Linked DNA regions of Mus musculus: all the other regions are linked to region 1. Evidence: chromatin contacts called from public Hi-C data. All regions are on one chromosome and are shown on one strand. Each heading gives the region's core, a stretch centred on a gene start, on an enhancer-like site or on the middle of the called end of the contact. The rest is flanking DNA. Distances are from core to core; before and after follow the strand shown. Region 1 has its middle 9.9 kb from the start of C730014E05Rik. Region 2 overlaps St6gal1 (beta galactoside alpha 2,6 sialyltransferase 1). Region 3 has its middle 48 kb from the start of Gm30814.

What was found. A called contact is a pair of places that touch in the nucleus more often than the background predicts.
Region 2: a contact with region 1 is called in a Hi-C map of CD8 T cells, with 2.8 times the contacts expected there. The contact joins two enhancer-like sites. A contact is called at or near these places in 3 of 484 Hi-C or Micro-C datasets (CD8 T cells, bone marrow-derived macrophages and trophoblast stem cells), 5 of 115 datasets of contacts at active chromatin or transcription factors (astrocytes, cardiomyocytes and embryonic stem cells) and 1 of 9 other capture datasets (embryonic stem cells).
Region 3: a contact with region 1 is called in a Hi-C map of bone marrow-derived macrophages, with 41 read pairs. The contact joins two enhancer-like sites. A contact is called at or near these places in 1 of 15 datasets of contacts at CTCF or cohesin (large pre-B cells), 7 of 484 Hi-C or Micro-C datasets (the 3T3-L1 cell line, 3T3-L1-derived adipocytes, CD4 T cells and 3 more) and 8 of 115 datasets of contacts at active chromatin or transcription factors (cardiomyocytes, embryonic fibroblasts, embryonic stem cells and 3 more).

The regions. Positions count from the first base shown.
Region 1 is chr16:23,163,770-23,167,066 of GRCm38.p6, forward strand. No RefSeq gene overlaps it. Among named protein-coding and RNA genes, the nearest start is that of C730014E05Rik, 9.9 kb to the right of the region's middle. Within about 2 kb of position 1,897, at least 33 of the 459 cell types and tissues checked have an H3K27ac peak or open chromatin away from gene starts, as enhancers often do. A contact at or near this core is called in CD8 T cells, bone marrow-derived macrophages and regulatory T cells, where this site is marked.
Region 2 is chr16:23,349,499-23,352,859 of GRCm38.p6, forward strand. The region is part of intron 5 of St6gal1 (beta galactoside alpha 2,6 sialyltransferase 1); the gene reads left to right. Among named protein-coding and RNA genes, the nearest start is that of Gm30814, 24 kb to the left of the region's middle. Within about 2 kb of position 1,478, at least 36 of the 459 cell types and tissues checked have an H3K27ac peak or open chromatin away from gene starts, as enhancers often do. A contact at or near this core is called in CD8 T cells and bone marrow-derived macrophages, where this site is marked.
Region 3 is chr16:23,372,987-23,376,444 of GRCm38.p6, forward strand. No RefSeq gene overlaps it. Among named protein-coding and RNA genes, the nearest start is that of Gm30814, 48 kb to the left of the region's middle. Within about 2 kb of position 2,070, at least 54 of the 459 cell types and tissues checked have an H3K27ac peak or open chromatin away from gene starts, as enhancers often do. A contact at or near this core is called in bone marrow-derived macrophages and regulatory T cells, where this site is marked.

The DNA of each region.
Region 1 (3,297 bases), core at 647-3,146:
GATCATCTCATTAGTTGAGAGAAAGAAAGAAAGGAAGGAAGGAAGGAAGGAAGGAAGGAAGGAAGGAAGGAAGGAAGGCAGGCAGGCAGGCAAGCCTTAGACAAAATCTAATACTTCTTCATTGTAAAAATCCTGGAAAGATTAGGCATAAAAGGGCAAAGCTCAACACAATAAAGAGAATTTACAGCATGTCCACAGCCAATATCATCCTAAATGGAGAGAAACTGAAGCATTTGGGGGCAGGTGACCTGGTAAACAGCATGCCTCCACGATCTCTGCTTCAGTTCCTTCCCAGACTGCCCTCCCCTAGCAACTCTGATCAAGACGGGCTGGCGAGCTGAAATAAGCCCTTTCCTCCCCTACTTGCTTTTGGATCATGGTCTTTATCACAGCAACAAGAAACCAAACTCTGTCCCTCCATCCCTTCGTCCTACCCCCCCCACCCCCCATCCCCCCTCTCTCTCCTGAATATTGGGACGATTTCTCAGGTTCTTAGTGGATTAGATGATGTTTTGTTTCTTTACAGGGAGGTCTCCTTGTGTCTCCCAGGTTGGCCTTCATCTGCCATGGTGGCTTGGGATTTTGTGTTGGAACTAGCACATTTGGGTATTGTGAAGCAAGACCCTGGCTTCTCTTAAAATCCTCAAGTAAATGTGCATATTTGTGTGAGCAGAGTTAACTGGCTTAGGCTCAGATTACACACAGTGTCTCATCCTCCATGGGTGTGGATCCTTTGTGAATTCCTGCTTTGAGACCGGGTAGTTACTACCTTCTGTGTTCTGTGTTTCCTGCGTGGCATTTACTCTGGGACTTGGTAGCTGAGTCTGCGACCTTGGATCTATTCTGCATTTGTGCAGCCTGGAACTAAGTCTAGGAATTATGTAGGGACCTCTACAGAGTGAAAAGAACCCGTTTCCAGCAAGCTTCCTGGTCACTTCCTGGCATTCTTCAGCTCCCAGGACCCTCCCTTTCCTGATTCTTCTGAGGTCTGGTGCTGTTTTGTGTAACTATGGTTGGTTTGGAGTAAAGTTCTTAGAGAGACGACAAAGAAGCCTTAGGTTGTCTTGAACGGTTTGAAAGCCATCACCCTCCCTCTGACTCTCTCTGGTCCCAGGGCAAGCTTTCTTTGGGAGCGGTGGAAGAGTGCCTGCAGCATCAGGAGCTTGCAGGCAGGAAAGAGTGGCAAGAAAGGCAGCCGTTTCTATTGGCATTCCTGGTGCAGAGGCTACTTTTCCGGGCCTGTTGGTTCGCAAAGGTGATTTCTGGAGCTTGCTTGATGGTCTGGAATACGCTGCTTCCGAGTCTGATCTGCCTTTGGCCTAAGTCGAGAAGCTGGAAAAGACAAACACACCCAGAACGCTCAGCTGGGCTATTTCTTCAGCTTCCGGCTTCAGTCCTGGCTGCCTACCTGTTCACTTTTCAGGCGCTTTCGGTGTTTGCTGTGAAAGGTTTATTTCTCTACAATGGTTGGGCAGACACGCATGAAGCTCTACCGGTAGCTGAGACATTGCTGGCATCGGATAGCTGATGGGCCATTGGGATCCGTTTTCTTCGAAGGCGTTGCCCCTGAGAGACTAACCATGCTTCAGCAGACGATCCAACACGCAAGCACATGTTGCGTGACGCACTAAGGACGCACTAAGAGGTCGCAATGGGTTTTATTTAGTACAGCATAGGAAGTTGGGAGACAAAAATGATGGCGGGTATAGGGGAGGAGTTAGACGGAATGGACTAGGGGGTTGATTTGATTGAAACAAAGTATATGCACTTATGAAATCCTTAAAGGAAAACAGATGACTGTGGTTCAGTTCGTGGTCAGGGTCATGGCTGTGATGTGTGAGCACCTGCAGGAACTGCTAGATGCTGTCATATTTCCTTCAACCTCCTGGGGGCAGCCTCCTAGAACTGCTTTTCCGGTACCCTTAAGATGCCCCATGATTTCCTTCTCCTAAAAGCCTTTGAACGGCCTCAAGTGGGGACTTGAAGTACGCCCCGCGCTGGTTTCAACGTGCACTTCCAGCTCCTGTTGAGATTTAGTTGCCATTGTGAAAAGTAGTTAAGAGGCAAAGCCATTAACTGGTGCCTGTTCTAATGAAAGGATTAACACGTCCACCCTGGGAGGCCAGTCTGCCTTTTTCTCTTTTGCCTCGCTGCCATGTGATCGCTTCAGCAAGGAGGGCTTGGCCACACACTGCTGTCATTTTTTTTTTTTTTAACTTTATTTATTTAATGTATGAGTGCTCTGTTGCATATACATCCGCCTGCCTGAAGAGGGCATCATATTCCCCTATAGATGGTTGTGAGCCACCATGTGGTTGCTGGGAATTGAACTCATGACCTCTGGAAGAGCAGCCAGTGCTCTTAACTGCTGAGCCATCTCTCCAGCTCTGTTGTCTTAATCTTAGATTTCCCCACTCTCCAGAAATTTGAGCTAATAAAAAATGTTTTGAAGCAGTTTGCTCGAGAACCTACATTGGCCTCCACCTGGAGGTCTCCTAAGTCTCCCAAGAATGGGAGTTACAGTTGTGTGCCATTATGAATTACGATTTTCTATGCCTTTTAAATTACCCAGGGTAGAATTCTGCTATAGCCTCTCCAGACAGACTGGGTCAGCCAGATTCTTCCATGAGTGTGGATCAGAACACACTATGCAGACTTAAAGCTCATAGGTGGCCATCTTCTACTATGCAGTATAGGAAAAAGAAGCTTAGCTACAGAGAAATAAATGAGGGGAGGAGAGATGGGGGAGAGGGAGGATAGGGGAGGAGGAGGGAGGGGGAGGGAAGAGAGGGAGGGAAGGGAGAGGAAGGATAGGGGAGTTCCCCTTGATTTCTGAAAGCTCCCCACGTTTCTCCTCAAGAGTCCTTTGACACACAGTTCCTAGATTTTTACAGTTACTCTTTTGAGCTTAGACTAAGTTTCTTATTTGCATCCAATGACATAGGGCCAGGAACTGTTCTGTGCCTGTGCCCAGGGATCAGTCTGAGGTCTTCTGAGGTCTAGTCATGCAAAAATATTTGTTAATGGATCAACAAAGGCACTATTATTAGGCTGTCACAGGATAAAATAAAAAACTGCCATTTCCCATTTATTTATTAGCCTTCAATTACCATCTTAGAAACCTCTGTGAAACTTTCCATTTCATCACTGGCTTACAGAAGCCATGTATTCATTTAGCAAATATTTATTCGGCATCTCATATGTACAAGACATATGACAATGAAAAAATATCAATAATATTATTGAAGTACCTAAAAGGTATTATTTTATTTAATCCTCATGGCACTTTATAAAACA
Region 2 (3,361 bases), core at 228-2,727, 190 kb after region 1:
CTTGCTATATGAAAGCCAAGTGTAGCTGCCCCGGGGCCCTGTTAATGCGCTCCTTATGCCGCACACTAATAAATGGACTCACCTGAAGTGAGGTTCACTCTACCGTGAAATATAAAGACCCAGGAACTCCCTGCTTCAGTCTCTTGGCTCTAGAGGTCTCACTCTGGACACACTGGGCTGTGACTGTTTGCCTGACCAGAACCTATGAGAAAACGTGTTGTCTAGAGCAGAGCCGAGTCCTGAATGCAGGAAACAGCTAATGGTTTGATTCCCATATGAAGAATTGAAGGCGTTGTTCAGGGGCACCAAACGTTGAGAAAACGGACTTTCCTCGTGTTGTCTTGTTTGCACAGGGACTGACTAGTGGTTTTCTTCTGTTCCCTTTAAACTCATAGGCTCTTTTTTAGTGAAAAGTGGTCCCAGAAACCATTGTCTGACACTGCTGTGCTCACTCCTGACAGAGAAGCATTGATTCTCCATCTTTTGAGCAGGTAGAGCTAAGGAATATATACATACTTACATTCACCTCAAACAGTATATACACATATATACATGTTCATACACATATATACATGTGACAATATATATATAGACTTATTTATAAACATATTTATAGGTATTTGTATGTATATGTTTACATGTACTAAATATTTATATGTATATGTTTATATGTATATATAGTATACATATATTTATACATGTTTATATACATACACAGAGGTATGGATATACGTATGCATACACATGCATGCCTCTATCTCACAGCTTCAAGCACTTAGATCTCTTCTTTGATGTTCAGATGTATCTTCACGTCTATTACTATATCTCACAAAGCATACTCATGCGTGTACACATATGCTCACATAGGATACTTTATTCGGTTCAAACTGCAATAGTAGAATACCACATAATAAAATCCACGGAAGTTTATTTTCTCAAAATCATGGAGACCAGCCCAGGTGATGGTGGCATTGCAGTTGGTTTCTGGTGACAGCCAGCTTCTCACTATGATCTCATTTGGCCTTTCTTCTGGTACACAGAAGAACACTCCAGTGTCTCTTTCTCTGGTGAGAACATCACACTTAGTGAATCAGGGTTCCACCCTATGGCCTCATTTAACCCTCAGTGCTTCTGTAAAGGCCCTGGCTCTAAATACAGACTCACTGTGAATCAGGTTTGCATCATTTCAATATGACAGGGCATGGCCCTACACAAGGGAAAGTATTCAAAGTGTTCTAGGAAGAAAGTGTCCCAACTAGTCAGTGTTAAAAGTCTGGATGGTGGAGTTGTGTGCAATCACAGATGAGTAGTAACTCTGTGTGTGTGTGTGTGTGTGTGTGTTTTCTGTGTATTAGTATTTGCCACTTAACAGTTGGGAGGGCTGCTTTGAGCAGCAACACGTTTCTGCCTGGAATAGCCTTTTTGTGGCAGATGTTCATCAAAGCTCCGTTGCTGTGGGGATGGCTGAGTCTCCTCATCATGGTCTCACCCCTCCCCCACCACAATCCTTTGAACTAGGTCATGCTGCCTTGTCAAATATGTACAGGAGCCTGGTGAAAAGCATTTGCACTTCCATTCATTGGTTGGCACCTTAGGCAAAGCCTGATAGCATGTGGTGTGTGTGTGTGTGTATACTAGACATTTAGACCTAGAGATGGGGAATCAAGTCTATCAAGACCACAGAGGGGTAGCTATGGAAGGGGCAGGCAGGAACTCAGCCTGGCCCTCCCCCCTTCACACATATCCTCATGGGTCTCAGAGATTCTTTCTTTGAACGTCACCTGATGGGAATGGATGTGGAAAGGTTCAGAACTGTGCCATTTGAGGGATGTGGGAGGGGGCACAGTGCTGATTGGTAGCTTGTCCCGTTTCTTTCTGGGAGATTCCAGCCCTGGCTACTTTCTGCTCTCCTACCCAAATCTACCGTTTCTCTCATCTCTCCTGTCTCTTGGAATGCTTTCTCATGCATTTCCTGCAGCTCAGGTGAACGAGTGGTTGCCGTGTGGGTCAGAGGATGCGCTTTCTATAAATTCCTGGCTGTTGTAAGACTGTCATGTGTTCCTGCTGGAGCAGGATGGTCGTCTGGTGGGAGGCTGCCCTTCAGCTTACATCTGTCTCTGCCTCAGACTCAGTCTCTCTGCACTCTGCCTTCTCTCTGGACTTCTCTCTATTCACTGACAAAATGATGCTCCCATCCTTCCTGGAATTACCTGATGTGACACCTTAACCTCAGGCAACAGTCTGTGTTCTCATGGCACTGGACCTTGCTGGTGCCAGTGACAGTAGTGTTTTGACTAGCCATCTAGCCTCTCGAGCTAGATGGAAGACTCATGGTCTGACTCACAGGCTAGTAAGCTGTGTGACTTGGGGAAGGAAGTTCCTTGGCATCTCTGAGCTTATTACAACTTTTCAGAAATGGGCATAGTAATGCCTCCTAGGAACATTGTGAATATTTTTTTGAGATAATGTTTAAAACACTCAGGTTATAGTAAGCATCATTCAATGGCACATTGTTGTTGTTTATTATAAAGGGCAACCTTTGTTTCTCTCGAGGGGTTTCTGAGAACAGTCAAGGCACAGATGGCTGAAAAAGTCTGCAGAAGCCAAAGGAGGCTGCTACTAGCCTGAGGGGGGGGGCAGTGTTAAGGGGTGTGTGTTTGATATCTTAAACTGGTCCTCTCAGTCACTTTTCAAGTTTGTTTTTGCCATATACACCATGCACTTTTGACAAGGGCAACATCATGTCTCGGCTATTCTTTGAGATGAGTGTTTTGATGATTGATCTCATTGTGTGTATGTATGTGTATATGTGTGTGTGTGTATACATATGTCTGTGTGTGTGTTAAAGGGACATAGCTGTCCTCACTCTTAAACCTTTGGGGCTGCTTTTCTTTCCTGTTCACTCATGTCTCAGATTTGATTCTTAAAACAGCTCCTATTTTTTGTTTGCTATTTTTGAGATTACAATCTAATTACAACATTTTCCCTTCCCTCCCTCTAAACCTCCCCATGTACTCCATTAAATCCATGACCTTTTTTCTCTAATGGTTATTGCAGTCTCTCTCACACACACACACACACACACACACACACACACACACACACACACACACACACACACTTATTCCTCAGTGCACTGTTGAGTGTATATGCTGCTACTTGTGTGTATGTTTTCTGGGCTGACCGTTCAGCACTGGACAACCAATCGGTGTGCTCTCTCCTGGGGAGGAACACCCCTCCTGCTCCAGCTTCTCTGGGCTGCCTGGAGTTCTTTCTGTAGGGTCGAAGCCCCTGGGCCTTTCCTGCCCAGGCTGGCATGTTTGCTATGTCTGTGTTCAGCTCAGGTTTGGGCAGTCATGTT
Region 3 (3,458 bases), core at 820-3,319, 210 kb after region 1:
AGTAGTAGTAGTAGTTGTTGTTGTTGTTGTTTCTCCTCTAGGGTCTATGATCTTCACACCCACAGGCTCTCAGTCGAGTTTAAGGTGCCAGGTATGATTTCTCACCAGTACTGCAGACCTTAAGTCCAATTAGGAAGCTATTGGTTGTTCCCTTAATATTCAGAACATTATTGCACCAATGAGCGTATCTTGTCGGACTAAATCGTCTTATTTCCTAGGATTCACAGCTGGGTGAGACTGTTGACAGCCTTCCTTCCACAGTAGCCTACATAACACCTTGCAGTACTGTGAAAGTAACTAACAGGAAGGGAGCTTCCAGGTCAGTGGCAGCCTGATTTCTCCATTTTTTGTGATCCAACTATATGATAGTCTTACCGTCAAGTTCTGGTGAGTAATAAAGAGCAACATTGATGGCTTATATTGTATTGGGGATTTCTGCTCCACTTGACCAACAAGTCAACGGGAAGTATCCTCCACATCTGGTACTTCGTGGGATGATGAAAGGCACCCTGTTTTCCAGGTGAGCTAAGGCTTGAAACCCCAGAAACCCTGAAGGAATGGTAGGCACTTCACCTGTTCCTGGGCACCAGGCCCCTGTCACTTGCCGCAGCCCCCCATAGATTTGTGGCCATCAGTCATGTACAGGCAATGCCCCAAGCCCTTCCACAGGTAGAGGACATGACCTGTGGCAACGTAGGCTCAAGACAGATCTCCATTTTAACGAGGTACCTAAAGGCCTGGAGGCTTAGCCAATAAACTCCCCTTCCCAGACACTCCTCCCTGCAAAAGGTGTTTAACCTCAGGCCCACTCAAGACGTGGGGTATGGTTTTCTCATCCATTTTCCGCTATGACAATAAATGTCTTAAAACCATGGACTACCTCTTTTCATTGGACAGGTTCATGTGGAAAGGTTGGACACCTATGCAAATAAGAATTGGATGCATGATAAAGACATAAAGTGCCATCAAAGAAACGCTTTCAGATGAAATTCCAGCCTTCATCTGATCCTAAGGAAAACACAGGAGTGTAAATTGAACCTTAACTTGTCTAGAAACAAGGAAAACAAGCTTATGGAGTCCACCAACTAGTAATTGGCAATAAGAACCCTTGGATTTGTGGAGATGAAAAATCCCTAGCTGCTTTGGGTAGGGCATCCACGTAGTAGAACAAGCCTACAATGTTCTGTGTTTGTCAGGGCTGTCTAGAGGAACAGCACCAATGCATCTCATTAGGCTGGATTACACAGTATGCACTAGATAGAGGCTCAGTCCACAATTCCGATGACTCAGCAGTACCAGACTGGCACTGAAGGCCTGGAGGATCCTTGGGGAGATGCTGCTCTTCGGTCAATAGGAAAGCCAAAGATGCTAGCTGTGAATGGCAGGCAGAGGAGAATGGTGGTAACTAAGAGTAGTAGGATGGACTCACTCCCGAGCTGCCAATGACAACCAGAAAGTGAAGGTAGATCAGTGGGCAGTGCTGCTTTTCTTTCTGATCTCCTTATACCTGGACAACCACTGGACACTATTGCCCACTCTGGGTGAGGGGCTTATCCTTCAGTTGATCCTGGAGTAACCTTCACAGATCCACCCAGAAGTCTTCTAGTTGACTTCAGGTCCAATCAAACTGACAACCAAGATCACAATTTCCTATACCCAAGATCGATCCTGTTAATATCTTATATAGGCTTAGATGTTTTTTTCAAAACCTACTTTATTTAGGGTTCTTAAACGCTTCAACCTTCCTTCTAGCCCACCAACCAGATGAAGGGGAGAAAGAAAGTTAACAGGAAAAGGGTGTTGTAGACCGGTTTAAAAGTAGTTCTGAGGGGGGTGATTCCACTCTTCATTGTCGGCATGTCAGCAGTCCAGCTCAATAGCAAACACCAAACATGAAACAGTAGTGGCAGCAGCTCGACCCAACAGAAACAGCAAGGCTCAGCTGAATCAGCAGGAGTCAGCCTAAGAGGCCAGGATCAGAGAAAACAGCACAAGAAGCTCTTTGGTGCATTTCTCTCCATGAAGTGACGACCAGTGCAGAAGTAAAACATTGCACAAGAGCAGAGCAAGGACCTCTTCTCACTGACTGTGGGGTTCTATTTATATTCTTTCTAAACACCACACACCCTCTCAAAGTGTCTGTTTTCAGTAAAATATCACATGCCCTCTCACAAGACTGCTTCCAGAAAAAAACATCACGTGGCACAACTGAGTTGTTAAAGAAACCACGAATTTCCACTTCAACCTCAAGTCAGAGCATGCAGAGCTGTGCTGTGCGTGCACAGAACCGAGAAAGAACACTGAGAGGGTCTGGAGACATACCAACAGTTTTCCACTAGAGTTCACATGGTTATCTTATATTGCGCACACAGGCTGGCTTCTCTCCATCCTCAAAATCATTCTGTCTTTTCAGATCATCCTAAAACTCTGGTTGGAAGATTCAGGCACTTACAAGAATTGTATTAATGGTGTAAGCCATAGCCTCCACCATTACAGTTGATCTCAGTAATCATTCTTTTCTCCTCTGTTATTTTCCTTTGATTCCTTCTTGCCTTTAGCCACTACTCCTAATGGTTCAGATGGTTTCTGGGTCCTGGGACTTGGACCTTAGAGCTGGAAGGTCTGAGCCTATGCTTGCCATATTTATCCAAACCATAGCTGCTGTAGTGACCCATTCAAGCTTGATGCTAGCAGTGGAAAGAAGTTTCATGAAAAGAGCTGCCTAGCACTAAGCACATCTCTCTCTCTCCCCATTTCCGTTATGTAGCACAGCTCTAACGGTGAGCCAGTGCTCACAATGATGCTGAGAGCCAACTGCCCTCTTAGTAGAGAAGGACAGTATCTTTTAGTGTACAGGTAGTAACCAATGAGCAGCCAGAGCGTGAAGTTTAATGGGGTTCTTAATGCATCTTCTGATGGGGTTATACGTCTTAGGAAATAAAGGTTTTAGACCCACAAGGCAAGAGTTTGAAGGTTTGAGTTTTTGAGTTTGTGAGTTTGTAAAGTATACATTCCACCAGTGTGAAATGACACTAATTGGTCTTATCACTCACTTTTTTTTTTTTTTCTGAAAAATCTTGTTCTTTGACCATTTGACACTTGTCTACAACATTTTCTGACTATTCTTCTCCTGGTTTCTTATCTTCCCTATGGACAGCCTCCCTTCTTACAAACTAGGAAGTAGCAAGTTTCCTTAAATAGTTCGGGGGAGGGGGAGATAGATGAAATTAATAAAAAGTAAGAAACACGTTAAGTTGAGCAGACTGATTTTGACCCAGGTGGATTAGATGGAGCTGTGCATGATTCGGTGCCTCCTTGGTTTCAATTCACGCAGAGGACAGCATCCAGAACCTCATTAGAATCACAGTTCTTCGTCATGTTGACAGAAGAGGGCACCAGTAATCCAAGAATAGTCACTCATCCTAACTCCGCCAAGAACTGGTTAGCATAGGAGGTCT